Regions from separate parts of the Athene noctua genome. Here region 2 is linked to region 1. Evidence: chromatin contacts called from public Hi-C data. All regions are on one chromosome and are shown on one strand. Each heading gives the region's core, a stretch centred on a gene start, on an enhancer-like site or on the middle of the called end of the contact. The rest is flanking DNA. Distances are from core to core; before and after follow the strand shown. Region 1 holds the start of ZRSR2 (zinc finger CCCH-type, RNA binding motif and serine/arginine rich 2). Region 2 holds the start of PIGA (phosphatidylinositol glycan anchor biosynthesis class A).

Region 1 (6,866 bases), core at 3,208-5,707:
TTGCAAACGGAGTATATCAGCATAATCTAAGGCAACAGACATTCTGCCACTTTGTACCTCTGTAATAAATCTACATGTGTGGATAACATTCTGTCCAGACTCTTTTCTCCCATTTTGGCCAGACATGTAGCACTGTTTAAACATCTCTCCATTTGTTTGCCACTGATTAATCAGTCAGGCAATAGTTTGCTTGAACAAATTACAATCTACACGCACATATGCAAGGTATGTTTTTAATTCAGTTGTTTGTGAGGTTCTAGATTTTTAAATAGTTCTTCTTTCACGGGAACTTTGTTTTTCCTAACAACTCTTGAGCTACAGGTCACAGCCATACAGAATCTAGTGCATGATCTGTATCTCAGAAATATCCTTGAATTAGTGCAAAGAACTATTTCTCTTCTTGTACTAAATGAATTTGTCTGCCTGGATGAAAAATCTCTAAAATTTTTTCAGCGCTTGTGACCTCCATAAATTAATGTATTATCTGTATGTATATACATAACAGTATACCATAATTTGGACTGTCAAACAAATCGAGAGGACTGAAATTTCAAGAAAGCATATGACTTGGTAAAACAAACAAAACCCCTTCCATCTTCTCTATGTGATTAGCAATGTACTTTGCTGCTTCTTTCAATGTCTTTGAAATGGAAAATCCCAGGAAAGTAAAATATTGATAGCTATCATATAAGTTAATTAACAGCTATGGCCAAACTTAACCTCAGTTTTCAAATTTGACAAATTAACAGTTTTAAACTCTAAGGAAGTTAATCTTTAGTCTTAAATAGTTCTGTTCAACTCTTATGAGCAAAGAGTCAATGTGCTACTGTCAGCATTAGTCACTCATGGAAATGTACCTGGAGAACTGCAGATCTAATTGTACACAGTGCTTTGCAGTTCCCCGGGTGCAATGGAAACGATGAATGCTGCACGTCTTTTGAAGACTTGAGATTAGGACCTAAGTGAATGTCAGTATAATCTAACAGGTCAGGCTGGCTGATATAGCTTCAGCCTAAGTCTCATTAACTGGGAGTTTTTCAGGTAACTTTTGGGGAAACAGGGTGTTGAAGGCAGACCGCCACCACTACCATCATCGTAATAATGTAAAAGTGACTCACATTGCCACAGAATTTTTATCACTGCTCACAGAAGTAGAGAGTATGTGAGAAATCATCTACCTCTCGAGACAGCAGCATAGCCATTTGGCAGCAGGTGGGGGCAGGACGTGCGCCCTAGAGTTCAGGTATATTGCCTTGAAATGTGCGCTTTGCAGCGGAAAGCACCAAGAATCACCCGCAGCAGGGCTAGCACTGTGAAGGAACAAACTGAAACTTCCAGGGTAGAGGGGATGGTGAAGGATGGTGCTGCTGCCACCGCTTCACTATTAAGTTTCTAGTACAATCTACAGCCGTGAAGCGTCAATAAAAACTGACCACTCCCCATCTCAAACCCACACTTCCTGAATGTCTCCTAGTCAACACACATCTTCTGAGTCGACCAAATCCACACTAGTGATTTACTGCCATTTCCCACATGTTCTCTTATGTCCATTTTCTTCAGCCAGGAAAATGAAACCTGAAGGATTCCATGAGGAAAGGGACCACTCTTCTACAGGAACATACGGCAAAAATTATGAGGACAACTCTTAGATAATCCATATGCCTACAAAATGTACCTTCCTTTTTTTCCACACAGGGCTCGGGCATAGAACAAAGAGAGCAAACACTTCTCTGCTGATGTCAGGCCACAATGGTAGGAAATAGGAGAGAAACGGAAAACAGACAGAAGAACCACATAGAAATGAAGTGCAAATGTGTGCTAAATAGAGTATCTGCACTCTTGTTTAGAGCTGGCCTACTGCGGAGGCATGGTTCTCTGCATAGATATTAAAAGACATGCAGATATTTATACTGCAATATGGTATGTAACTTCAAGATGTGGGAGAAAAGTTTCCCTGTTCTGTGCTATTCTGTGAGGTATGAGCAGCACACCTGGTATCAACCTTCTATGTGATGAGGTTCACATAGTACCATAGAGTGCAGGTATACTTTTCTTTAGAAAACACTGAAGAGTGAGTTCCACAAACTTCCTGAAGGTTTCCACAAAAACAACCTATGCTTGAAAAGGCCTGCAGTCTACGATCCCAGTCTAAGGGCTAACCAGCTACTACTAACTAAGCTACTAACCAGAATGCTACATTACTTTGAATATGTGAATGGCCCCTGCCTGGAATGGCTATATTTGTTTCTTTCTGATACCATTTCAATTAAATTGTATGGAATTCTGAGCCTGTACTTGAATATCAAGCTGCTGTTATGTGTATAAATTAATAAGAATAAACAAAATGGAGAAAAATGCAGTTATTTTATTCAAAGAGGTATGACAGCTTTTCCCAGAATCATTATGAATTATCTGTAACAGCTGATGTATTTTGTTTTCTTACAGAGATGCTCCTTTATTTATTATATTATAAATAATATAATTAATAATTATATTTAATTATTAATTATAATTATTTATAATATAATATAAAGTATATTTACAATATAAATATAATATAAATATATATGGTATATTTATATAATATATGGTATATTTATATAATATACCATATATAATATAATATATGGTATACTTTATATTATTTCATATATAAGCTTAAAGTGGTTCTTTCCCAAAGGGTATTAGGAAAATGCCATAATGAAATGTAGCATACTAATGAAAAAAATGACTGAATTCCTCAAATTTGACTTATAAAGGAAGGTTATTGTTAGAGCACTTACTCTGTTGAAAGGAGGATGAAAAGTTATAGTTTTAATTCCTTAATGAAATAAGATTTATGAAACACATTTGGTTGTATTTTTCAAAACTTTCATGAGTGTCAATTATTCATCTGTTGTAGAATGCACAATACTGCCATCTTCCGTATCTAAAAAGCAGCAAATTATGTGTTATTTTACATGTACGTTCTGCACAAGCAAACAGTAATAGTCATGTCAACTCCTCCGTTTCAAAAGACAGTCTAGCATCTTAAACAGGGTTAAGTAATAGCAGAGAGGTCATGGCCTGAATATTCATTGGTCAAATAGCAAATGTAACTGCTGACTACGGTACTCACATGCTTGCTTTCTTCACTGAGCTTCAGAATAAATAAGAGGATACTCATTATGCTGTTAATGAACAGCACAGTCAGTCTGATTTGACAAAGCCTGCTCTGGTATGCTTCACTGCCAGCAGCTCAGACTACTTATGCAATATACTACCTCTAGGAAGTAACCTCCTACATTGTGGTTTATGACAATAATTTAGATCTTAATCAACAATGTGCATTATTAATGGCTATGCAAAACAGACCCAAATGAAACCTACGAATACGTTGCCTCCGAAGGCTGCAATCTATAATGCATATCACAGAGGAAAGGATTACTGACAACTTGCGCATTTTGACCCATCATACCCATGATGGTCTGTGCACTGTGGCTCATTTCTTCCCATGAAATATGTTTATAACCAAGACAGGTAGAATGCCTCAGAGATGATGCTGAGAATGCATGAGCAGCGTCAGTTAAATTCATCAGTGCACCGGTCTGGTGTGCCCTGCTACACTGGAGCTGTGACTCCCAACTCTTTGCGAGGCCGTAGCCCAGGGCCGCCACCCATCACCCACGTCCACAGCGGCAAAGAGACACGCCAGAAGCTCGCCCCGCGGCTGGCATCGTATACTTCATGTTTCCACACGTATTTCACCGAGTAACCGATGCAGCTCCCAGAGCACAGGCTGTCAGCAGCTACTTACTGCAGCTGGGGAGCACCCACACAGCACCGACACCGCAACGTGCGGAAGAAACCCGGGCTGCTGCTGCTCTGCGCACCAACGTGCGCTGCAAATCACAGATAGCCACAACGCAAGATGCGGTGCACCGAATCTTTTCGAGTCTTTGAAGAGAGTTTAGTAAACTGGAATTTAAAACGCTGCTTTTCCGTGCGCTCACTGAATCTTAAGTGCTTTTGACAGGAGGGATAACACAAACTCCACCTCATCCTCTAAGGCGTGAATAGCCCCGGTCCTGTTTCCCGAATTCTGCAAAGGTAGCGCTGACAGGCTGAAGACACCTCTGCTAGTCCTGACACCCCACCACCCAACGCTGACGCTCTCTTCCCCCGCATTCACCGCCCAGCTGGCCACAAGCCCGACCGCCGGGCGGTTACTACCGCCGGCTGAAGTGCGGATGGAAATCCACGACCGCCCGCCGCTGTGCCCGCCAGCCAGCCAGCCCCTCCCTCGGCGGCGCCCCTGCCGGTCACCGCGCCGCTCCCCGCCTCCGGGTGCCGAGGCCCCGCCGCCCCGCGCGAAGCGGCTCCCGAGCCCGGCAGCCCAAGGGCCGCCCGTGCGCCGGAACGCGCGCGCTCGCCCCGCCCACCCGCTCGGCTGCCGGAAGGGATTTTGCGCCCTTCCGCCGCGGGGTCACGTGACATCCCCCCGGTAACGCAAGATGGCGGCGCCCATGTTGCTGCCCGAGTCCCCTCTGGGCAAGTTGAGGTGAGGCCGAGGCCAGCGCCGGTGTCGAGCCTCCCCACCGCCCCCAGGGGGAAAGGGAAGGGCCCGGGGGTCTCCGAGGAGGGTCACGGCCTAGCCCTGGCTGAGACCGCTCGGCAGCGCGGCGGCTGCGGCTGAGGCCGCCTCGCGGCCGGGCCTGGGAGTGGCGCAGCTACGTGCGGCAGCGGCCATGGCCGAGCGGCCGCCGCCGCCGCGCGGGGGCGGGGGCAGGGGGCAGCCGGCGCCCGTGGGGGGCGGCGGGTGGGAGCGCGGCCTGGCCCTGGGGGGCGGCGAGCGGGGCGGCGGGGGGCGCCCGCGGGGCGGGGCCGGAAGCGGCCGTGGGGGGCGGTGGCAGCGCCTGGGGGCGCCGCTGCGCGGGGGGAGGGGGCGCTGCTGCGCGGGGCCGCCGCTGGGGTCAGCGCCCCGGGCCCGGGGGCAGAGACGGCCGTGGGGGCCGGCGAGGGCCGCGGCGCGGGGAGGCAGCCGGCGTGTGCGTGCCTGGGCAGAGCCCCGGCCGGCCCCCTCCGCAGCCGACGGAATCCCCGGTCCAGGCCTCGGGGTGTTTGTGAGCAGCTACGCCCCGCGCTTGCTGGAGTGGCCTCGCTCGGCAGTGCCGTGTCGCGGGAGGGGGAGGCAAGCCTCAGTCCCGAAGCTGTTTGCCCGCCTCCTCATGTGCTGCTGTGTGTGGCCTGGGAGTGAGGAGAGTTGCTCGCTCTCTTTCCTCTTTGGGCTTCAGGATCACCTAAGAAAGGCAGGGAACGGGGAAGGACGCTTGTCAGCCCCAGGCACCTGCTGAGCGGATAAGATTCGTTCCAGGGAGGTGACATTACAGGAGGAGTCGCTAAGCTTGCTTGATCAAAGGCAGAGTGCTCAGATGTTGCATGCAGTCAGGCACTGGGCTCTGAGGGCTCTGCTGCCCGGATAACCACGGGGTTACTGATGGCATCCACAGGTGCGCAGATGGTGAGGTTGTGAGCAACCCTGAATGGAAGCCTCAGGTTAGAGATGCGGGTGAGGTTTTGGCTGAGTTATACCTATGGAGTCTTTTAAAATTGCATACTATGAAACGGAGAGATTTTGACCTCCCATCAGTATTTGGCATGGAAGAGTGACAAGAGTTGAAGGTCATCCCTCCCTCCTATTTTTCCATTATGAACTGGCTAGAAAGAATACAGCTAGAATGAAAAATGACAGAAAAGGGTTGATATGAAAAAGCTTTCAGATAGACAGTTCCTAACCATAATGGAAGCAATGTGCTGTTTCTAGGCAGCATTGCAGGGCTGTTAGAGAAGCAAGGATGAGCCCGGCCAAGATTCAGTAGCAGAAGAACAGACCTGAGCATTATCGGTGGTGGTGAAGTGTGCTTTTGTTATCTATACATTAAGACTGCTGCCTGTAGAGAATATCAAGGGAGAAGGAAAGTGACGGGACTTAACATTTCATACTCTGTGAAAGAGAGGAAGACTAGAATGTGCTGAAAGGTGTACCAAAATGATAGCGTGGGAGATCACCAAATTTTTCTCCCTAATCTTACCTAGTGACCAAGTTTCAGAAACTTAAGGGATATTTCATAGAGTTGGTGAGAACTTTGAATACTGCAGAGCTCAGGAAGGGTGAGATTCTGTGTTGTGTCTGAATGTGATCATTGTCCACATGCAGCTCCAACAGCATAGCTACAGATCTCATTGTCATGTCAGATGTCCCTGTAGAGTTACTGTTTCCTATGACTACCTTGTTAATTTTGCCGTTTGTGGGGTTTTGTAGTGTTGATATCAATTGAATACATATATATAACTGTAAAAATCCTTTGTTTAGTTGTTTTAACGTAAACAATATTCTTTCATCTTCAGCCATCAAAAATACAGAGCTATTCTGAAGAAAGAAAAGCGGAAAAAAAAGCGCCAGGCACTTGCCAAACTAAGAGACTCAGGTAACTGTGAAGTGTTCTGTATTGTCAGTGAAACTAATAGTGATTTTTTTCTTTTCTTTTTTAAAAGGATGTAATTTTGTGTATCTTTGTTGACTACAACATCCCGTTATTTAGATGCATTGTTTTGTGTTTTTTCTCAGAAGCTACAGAAAAAGATGAATCGGTGTCTGAGGAGGAAGAGGAGGAACTGGAAGAAGAAGAGGAAGAGGAAGAAGAAGAAAAAAAACTTGAGGCAGAAAGGTGAAAAATCTAGAAAATGGCATATATGCAGTAGATACATTTGTAGTAAATTCTATTTTGATACTTTGAAAAGTTTTAATATATTCTGTAAAATAGAATTATTTTGGTGTATTTCAGGCTACACATTTTTTTCTCTAAAGCCTAAAGATTAGATAAGAT
Region 2 (6,866 bases), core at 2,939-5,438, 200 kb before region 1:
GAATAGGGAAAAAAAATACGAGTGGTTGCCACAAAGACTGATATGCTTTGGAAATTTTACCTGTATGCAAACTAATGGTCTAGGCCCTAGAAAAGACCTAGCATTAGCACAATACCTTTAATGATGTTGAGAATGATTCTTCGGTAGCATGACAAAACATAAACCACTTATTAGATGAAGTCTTCTAAGACATCTTTCCTGAAGTTGTTTCACGTATTACACAACTAAATCTGTATAACCAGATTTTGGACGTTCTCTCCACAGTACCTCATGAAAACGGTTACCTCTACTTGGAGAGTTTTACCCCATACACCTTCAGTTTATACCTTCTACGAGAATTTCTTTAGAATTTTGGTAATTTTAATCTGAATTATTATTTTTAAAAGGAAAATCAGAAACTACTAAAACTCACACTGCACAATCATCTCTAAAGTGCAAAACTTCCGCACCTCTAGAGAAGAAAACAGATGACAGGGGAACTACCACAACTAGGTAGTAACTACTGTCAAAGGATACTGGAGTAAAAAAAAAAAAAAAAGTCCCTCACATTTTCTAAACTTCTTGTATATTAGATACTCTTATCAATCTGTCTTTTAAAAACTTTTATTTATATTTTAATGTAAGAATGTAAGTTCTTTATGGCTGTTGATTTAACTTTTTTTGAGTTGTCAATCTGAGTTGTAAACTAGGCAGAAACAGCTTTTACTGTTTTCTCTCTCTCCAACTCCTGTCTTGAATCCCTACATAGTAAGGCAAATACATCCTCAGTTACTATAAGAAAACAATTGCCAGTTCCTGGTGCAGGAATAATACAGTTCTGGTACAAAGGTTTAGTCTGGCAATTCAATAGGCCTGACTGAGCAGTCACCCATGCTCATGAGCCATTTTTCTGCAGTGTCAAAGTAAACTTCATGAACATCAACGACTCCAATACACTGTAAAGAAGTACATAAAAAAGAGCATTGTGGAGAGGCAGTTTGGTTAGTTTGGAGAACTGAGAGTTAGTTCATCTATATGATATTCCCAGTTCTGCACAAGTTTCTTCTGGGAGCTTAAACAGTTTCAGTTAACCCTTCTGTCTCAGCATCCAGGTAATCTGTAAATGGGGATAATATTTGCTCACCTTTGTAAAGACAGAGCCTCAGATGAAATAAAATGTTACAAGCACATACCACTTAATCATGAATTTTGTTTAAAATGGATATTATGCGTTGTAGATAGTTGAGATCTTTTTAACTTTTTTTACCTGTAAACCACAGCTTGCTGCTTCCACGATTGCCATACAAAAGGCCTCGGTAAGAGAAGTGTTGAGAAAAATGTGCCCCTGAACTAGAACATTCCTAACATCCTGGTGTTCCAAGGCTCCTAGAAGACGTACCCTGCATATAAGACAGTGGGGAGTAAGAAAGGTAAACACTAGATTTGGACAGTAATAATGCTGTATAGTGTTACACATATTCTGAAAAATGTACTAATGAGTCACAGTTATATAGCGAGACAAGGAACACTGACACCTTTGCTCCATCTTCTCTAAATTTTTGCAGCAACGAAGAAAAGAAATAGAAGACGCTGCTGCTTATTTTTACACTAAAAGAAACTTCTGAAAACAAAGTTGGGGAAGGAAGATGCTTTGTTTTAATGACAACTACCTTCGAAACACTGCTACTAAGCTTTCTAGTTCCATAAGAGAACATGGCTTCATGCAGTTAAGATCTGTCATCCTTTCGTTGTTTAGATGTATTATCTGAATTTTCAATGTGAGGTCTGATCAATCTCAGTCTGGGGTGGAGGGCAAAGTATCAGGATACAATGATCAAGATCCATTACTTTGAAGAGATACTGGGAAACAGGAAAGGGCTAAGTAAGAATGATACTAACAAACAATTTTATCACAGGAATCACTGACTGAAGTCCAGAACGGGCAACTGAAAACAGAGAAAAGGAAACAGAAAATTAAGAACCCTGTCCTTGCCATGTAAAACTCTATTTGAACAAGAAAACCCCAAAGAAAGACACAAAAGCATATGCATCACAGAAACCGGTAACACAGCAGCACCAGGAACATGTCTGTAGTACCACAAAACCACATACTGGATAAGCACTACCCTGAAGAGTTTCATACTGAAATAATAAAATAAATTACTAGCAGTCATTCTCACAAGCATCAGGGACACAAATTAGCTAACAACTTATGCCATATGGTAATATGTGATCCACACACCACAGTTTCAGAGAGGAATATGATAAATTTATGTCTAAGTCAGCTTCTCTGACTTGAGTGAAGATTCATACAGGGTCTATTTCTATGAATTAACTTGCAAGATCACAGTCCAACTCTAAGTCTTCAGTTACGTGTCTGGTCTATCTGCCTTGGCTTCAATATTTCTCACCTTCCCAAGCTTTCGGTGTTTTTTGGGAGGAGGGGGCAGGCAGAAAGAGTGTTGCTGTTGTCTTTCTCACCCCTAAAGTACATTTAAGGGTCATAGACATGCATAGAACAAACCTGTCATGCAGCTGGTATCTTTCCCGGACTTCTTCCAGTACGATCCGTTTTGGTCCTTCTCCTCCAACTAAGAAATGTAATTCTGGATATTTCAGACAGAGCTCAGGAATGATACCACTAAGCAAATCTATACCTAAGAATAGAAAATGTAGGGCAAACCATTACTGTATTTGCTTTTAGAACTTACGATGTAGCTTACTGCAAGAACTCTATTCAAGAGAAGAAAAAAAGTCTCGAAGACAGTTACACTGCTGAACACAAAATTCTGAAAAAAAAGACAACTTGTGATCTATTAGGAGACAAATATGAAAAAAATCACTTAAATTGCTGTTGCTTGATTAAATAAAAAACAATTAAAACATTTCTAGCAAAATATATAGATTAGGGCCTAAATCATATCCCTGATATAAGACAGACCTTCCGTTTTACAAATTTCAATTTCCACTATCTTCAATATTAGAAAAGAAATACACCTCCGAACCCAACATGTGCCAACTGAAATGGATAGTTCTTCTTGAATGCACAGATGAAAAAGCTCAGCACTGTCACTTTACAATTCCCGTTTAAAATCCAGTCCATACCACAAAGACAGTGTAAGCAGTACCTAACCAAGATCTTTATTACCATACCCTAGAATAAAAATTAACCAAAATAAACTTACATTTTATCCCCCATTACCTTTTCTGTAAACAAGTCTGCTGACAACAACAATTGTTATCGTACTGTCATCCCTTCTTGACGGGTCTGGAGTGAAGTCCGTGGGATCAACAGCGTTGGGGATGACAGAGACTATCTGAGGGTCCAAGGCTGCTCGCAGCACCGTGTTTTCCTTACTCGTGTAGGAGACGCAGACGATGTGGTTCGTATCGCACAGGGACACCGTCAGAAGTTTGTTGGTGAGCACCGAGCTGACATCCGCAAACCCAAAGAGGGAATGGTCCGTGAACACCGTCCGCAGCCCCATGGTCTTGGCGTGGAAGAGGGCGTCGTGGGCCATGGCGGAGAAGGAGCTGTGGGCGTGGACGATGGTGACCCTCTCCCGCACAAATATGTACCTGAGCAGCGGCAGGCTGTGGAAGAGCGTCGTCGCCGTGGACTGGTTGTACATCACCTTCAGGGGCAAGTAGTAGACTTTCAGCCCGTTGGTGAGGTAGCGGACGCCCTTCCGGCAGCCGTAGGCGTGGGTGACCACCAGGACCTTGTGGCCCCGCTCGATGAGGCACTGCGACAGCTGGTACACGTGGCTCTCCACGCCCCCCATGTTGGGGTAGAAGAAGTCCGACACCATGCAGACGCTGTGCGCCCCCCCCGCCGGGCCCCCGGCCGCCATCCCGGGCCCGCTCCTGCCGGGGGAACCACAAGGCGCCGTCACTCGCCGGCGCCCGCCCGCCAAGACCCCCGGCCCCCTCACTGCCGCCGCCGGGCCCGGCCATCCCTCCCGCGCAGCCCGCTCCGCGGCCCCCGCCAGCGCCACCGACACGCACCGAGGGGCGGCCGCCGCCGCGGGCCCTTTAAGAGGGCGAGATCACCCCGGCAACCGGCGGCCGCCTCGGGGGAAGGGGGGGGGGGGGGGAGCGGGAGGGGGGGGGGGCCGGGGGGGCGCATGCGTCCGGGCGCGCGCGCGCGCGCACGTACCTGCCGGCCGCCGGCGCTCCCCGGGCGCTTCCCGGCGGCCGCCCATTTCCGGGCACGGCAGCCCCGTCACCACGGCAACCGCCCGGCTGTTCCCTCTCCCTTCCCCCGCAGTCGAGCGCTCCCGCCTCCAGCCCGCCTCCGCCAATGGTCGGCCGGCGCTGCGTCACGCGGGAAAAGAAGGAACCAATCGGAACGGCGGGGAGAAGGGCCGTGAGGGAGGCGCGGCGGGCTGAGGGGCGCGGCGGGCCTGCCGCCGGGACTCCAGCCGCGCCCCGGGCAGCGCGGTGTCGGCTGCCATGTAACAACGTTGCTCCTGCTGTAGCGGAAAGTCTACCTCGACCGGTTGCTGTTAGAAAAAAAAACTTATATACAAAAAAATGTAGTCCAAAGTAATGAAAAAAAAGTGAGCTGCACGCTGTAAAGTGGTAGAATTGCCTTAAAACTCCAAAGGCTTTGCCCTGCCCCCGGTAGAGACGCTGTTCAGTATTTGGCTCCATCACAGCTGTGACTCCCGAAATGTGCTCAAGTGTTTTGCTACAAGTACCGGAAGCTTGCTCTCTCTAAATGAAAACAAAACCCAAACCAACCAAACAACACATTATTTTTACAGATAGTCCAGGAATTCGAACTTAAAGAAATGCGACTGGGTTGTGTGAGTTGTGCGCTGGTACCCCCGGGCTGGCATCCCTTGGCTGTGTATTTCCGATCTTTGAAAGGAGCTCTGCAGTCAGCTGTCAGCAGCTTCAGCCTCGGCCTGACTGCTGCTGGCTGCTAAGAAGGATGTTACCTCCCCAGACTGAGGTTGTTCATGTCTTTCCTATATGTTCCCAAAATTATGTTTGGCAGCTGCTATTCCATGCCAAGATTTCTGACACAAATTTTGTCAGATTTGATGCTGTCATCACTCCTATGCAAATACCTGTGTCATGACTGACAGTACAAGCTAACCTAGGCTGCAGTGCTGGCTGGATTCCTGGTTTGGTTGAAGCTTGGACAGGCATGTTTTGGAGGCACCGATCCCAAGAAGGACGAAGGAGGAAATCAAGCACTTCATTCTGAGGACTGAAAGATGTGAAAGACGTTAGAATGATGAATAAGAAAAACATTTCTCGTTGTTTGAATTTTTCTCATGTTTAGAAAGGCGAGACCAATATTGGCAAATACCACTTCACCATCAGGTGCTCCTCCTGGGTGGCAAGAACCTGAATTTCAGGATGAGAAGCTGAGTATGAGGCCAGAGCAGGGAGGCTTCTCACATGCAGTGGCAGGTATCCTGCTGTGAAAGAAGAAGAGACTGGGAACCGGGGGGCCATAGGGATCCTACTTCTCAGAAGAAACTGTAACCTGAGTATAAAGCAGTTGCCTTAAATGACATCTAGAAAAAAAAAAAAAAATAGTGCCAGGAGAAAGAAGAAAGCACTTGGAGGTTCTCAGCTGCAGCACCACATGATGTGATCGCTGGTAAATGACGGTGGTGACCTCCCTTGGTGTCAGACTGCCCTGAAGAATCAAGCTGTACCAGTCACTCCAATTTTAGCTCTCAGATAAACAGTGCATATGGTTTTAACTATTTGGACTTTTTTTTAGACTAGTTCTTATTATATGATGTCTAGAGAAGTTGTAGTTCTTGGTATGCAAGCTTGAAAAATCCAAAGATAAATAGTAACTGGTATACAACATAGCAGCCTGTCTCTTCAGTGAAAGAAGTGGAATTTGGCACGTTCCATAAGATGAAGCTGACCAACCACTGTGTAAATCTAGAATACTGGCACTAACCTACAAAACCTTCCACAGGACAGATCCACTTAATCTCAGAAACCTCTTCTTATGCCACAGCAGTTGTGATTTTTTGTCCTTCTATATTTATCTGAACTTTGGAGAGGACTTTATGCTTTCCTAGTAGTTGGCCACAGGCTCTGAACATCTTTCTGAAGGAGGTCAAGAAAAGTATTACGGCCAAGCCTTCCTACATTTGGCCTGACATGTTGGCTTTGGTGGTCTGCCATCTGTGTTCATTAAACATGTCTAGTTGTGCTAAATGTCATACCTGTCAGTGATCCAACTCAGTCCCCCTATATCTGCAGCCTCCTTCTGTTGTCTTGTTCAAACGACCTTGAAAAATTTGTCTACCGAGGACCAGAAGAAAAACCTTAATGGAAAGGAAAGGTGTCTTTGCCACTGCAAAGCTCACAAAGGTGGTGCTAAATTATCTGTCCACGGCTGGTTCATATGGATGGGGTACCACATGCTTTTCACTGGCTGTGTTGTTGTGTTGTTTATTCATAAAATTGTCACTGATCCTGGGCAGATCCAGAGTCTGTCCTGCCCTGATCTGAGGTGAAGCCGTTGTGAAGGGACCAACAGCTGAAGAGACAACCAAATTCTCTTCCTTTCTAAATGCCTGAGCTCAGTGGATTCACTCCCTCATTTAAAGCACGTACAAGGTCAGGGTGAGACTGTGGGATATGTAAAGTAGAGAGTAGAGACGTTAAACCAGTGACAGCAGAGTAATTACTGCTTCCAAGCCTGGTCCTCAAATGCTCCCTAAAGCACCCTCATAAATCGAGTTAATGGAGAGAGAAGATGGAGGAGACTTAAAGAGACTCCTGTGGCTTTGTTCTGATAGCAGATGCCGTCTTGCCTCAAGGAGACCACTTTGGTGTTCTTGAAAAGGCAGGAAAACTTTCTGCCAGTACTCTGCTATATTACCTCCCTCTCAGTCTCCTCT

What was found. Hi-C and Micro-C count contacts between places; a contact is called where the count stands out from the background.
Region 2: a contact with region 1 is called in a Hi-C map of heart, with 3 times the contacts expected there. The contact joins the promoter of PIGA here to the promoter of ZRSR2 in region 1. A contact is called at or near these places in 2 of 2 Hi-C or Micro-C datasets (heart and liver).

What each region holds. Positions count from the first base shown.
Region 1 is chr1:180,763,595-180,770,460 of bAthNoc1.hap1.1, reverse strand. It overlaps ZRSR2 (zinc finger CCCH-type, RNA binding motif and serine/arginine rich 2), which reads left to right and starts at 4,457. Exons shown (of 11, transcript XM_074906763.1): 1 at 4,457-4,540; 2 at 6,388-6,467; 3 at 6,608-6,707. The coding sequence starts at 4,494.
Region 2 is chr1:180,959,495-180,966,360 of bAthNoc1.hap1.1, reverse strand. PIGA (phosphatidylinositol glycan anchor biosynthesis class A) reads right to left here and starts at 4,188. Exons shown (of 6, transcript XM_074906810.1): 1 at 4,139-4,188; 2 at 3,182-3,846; 3 at 2,504-2,636; 4 at 1,247-1,379. The coding sequence starts at 3,833.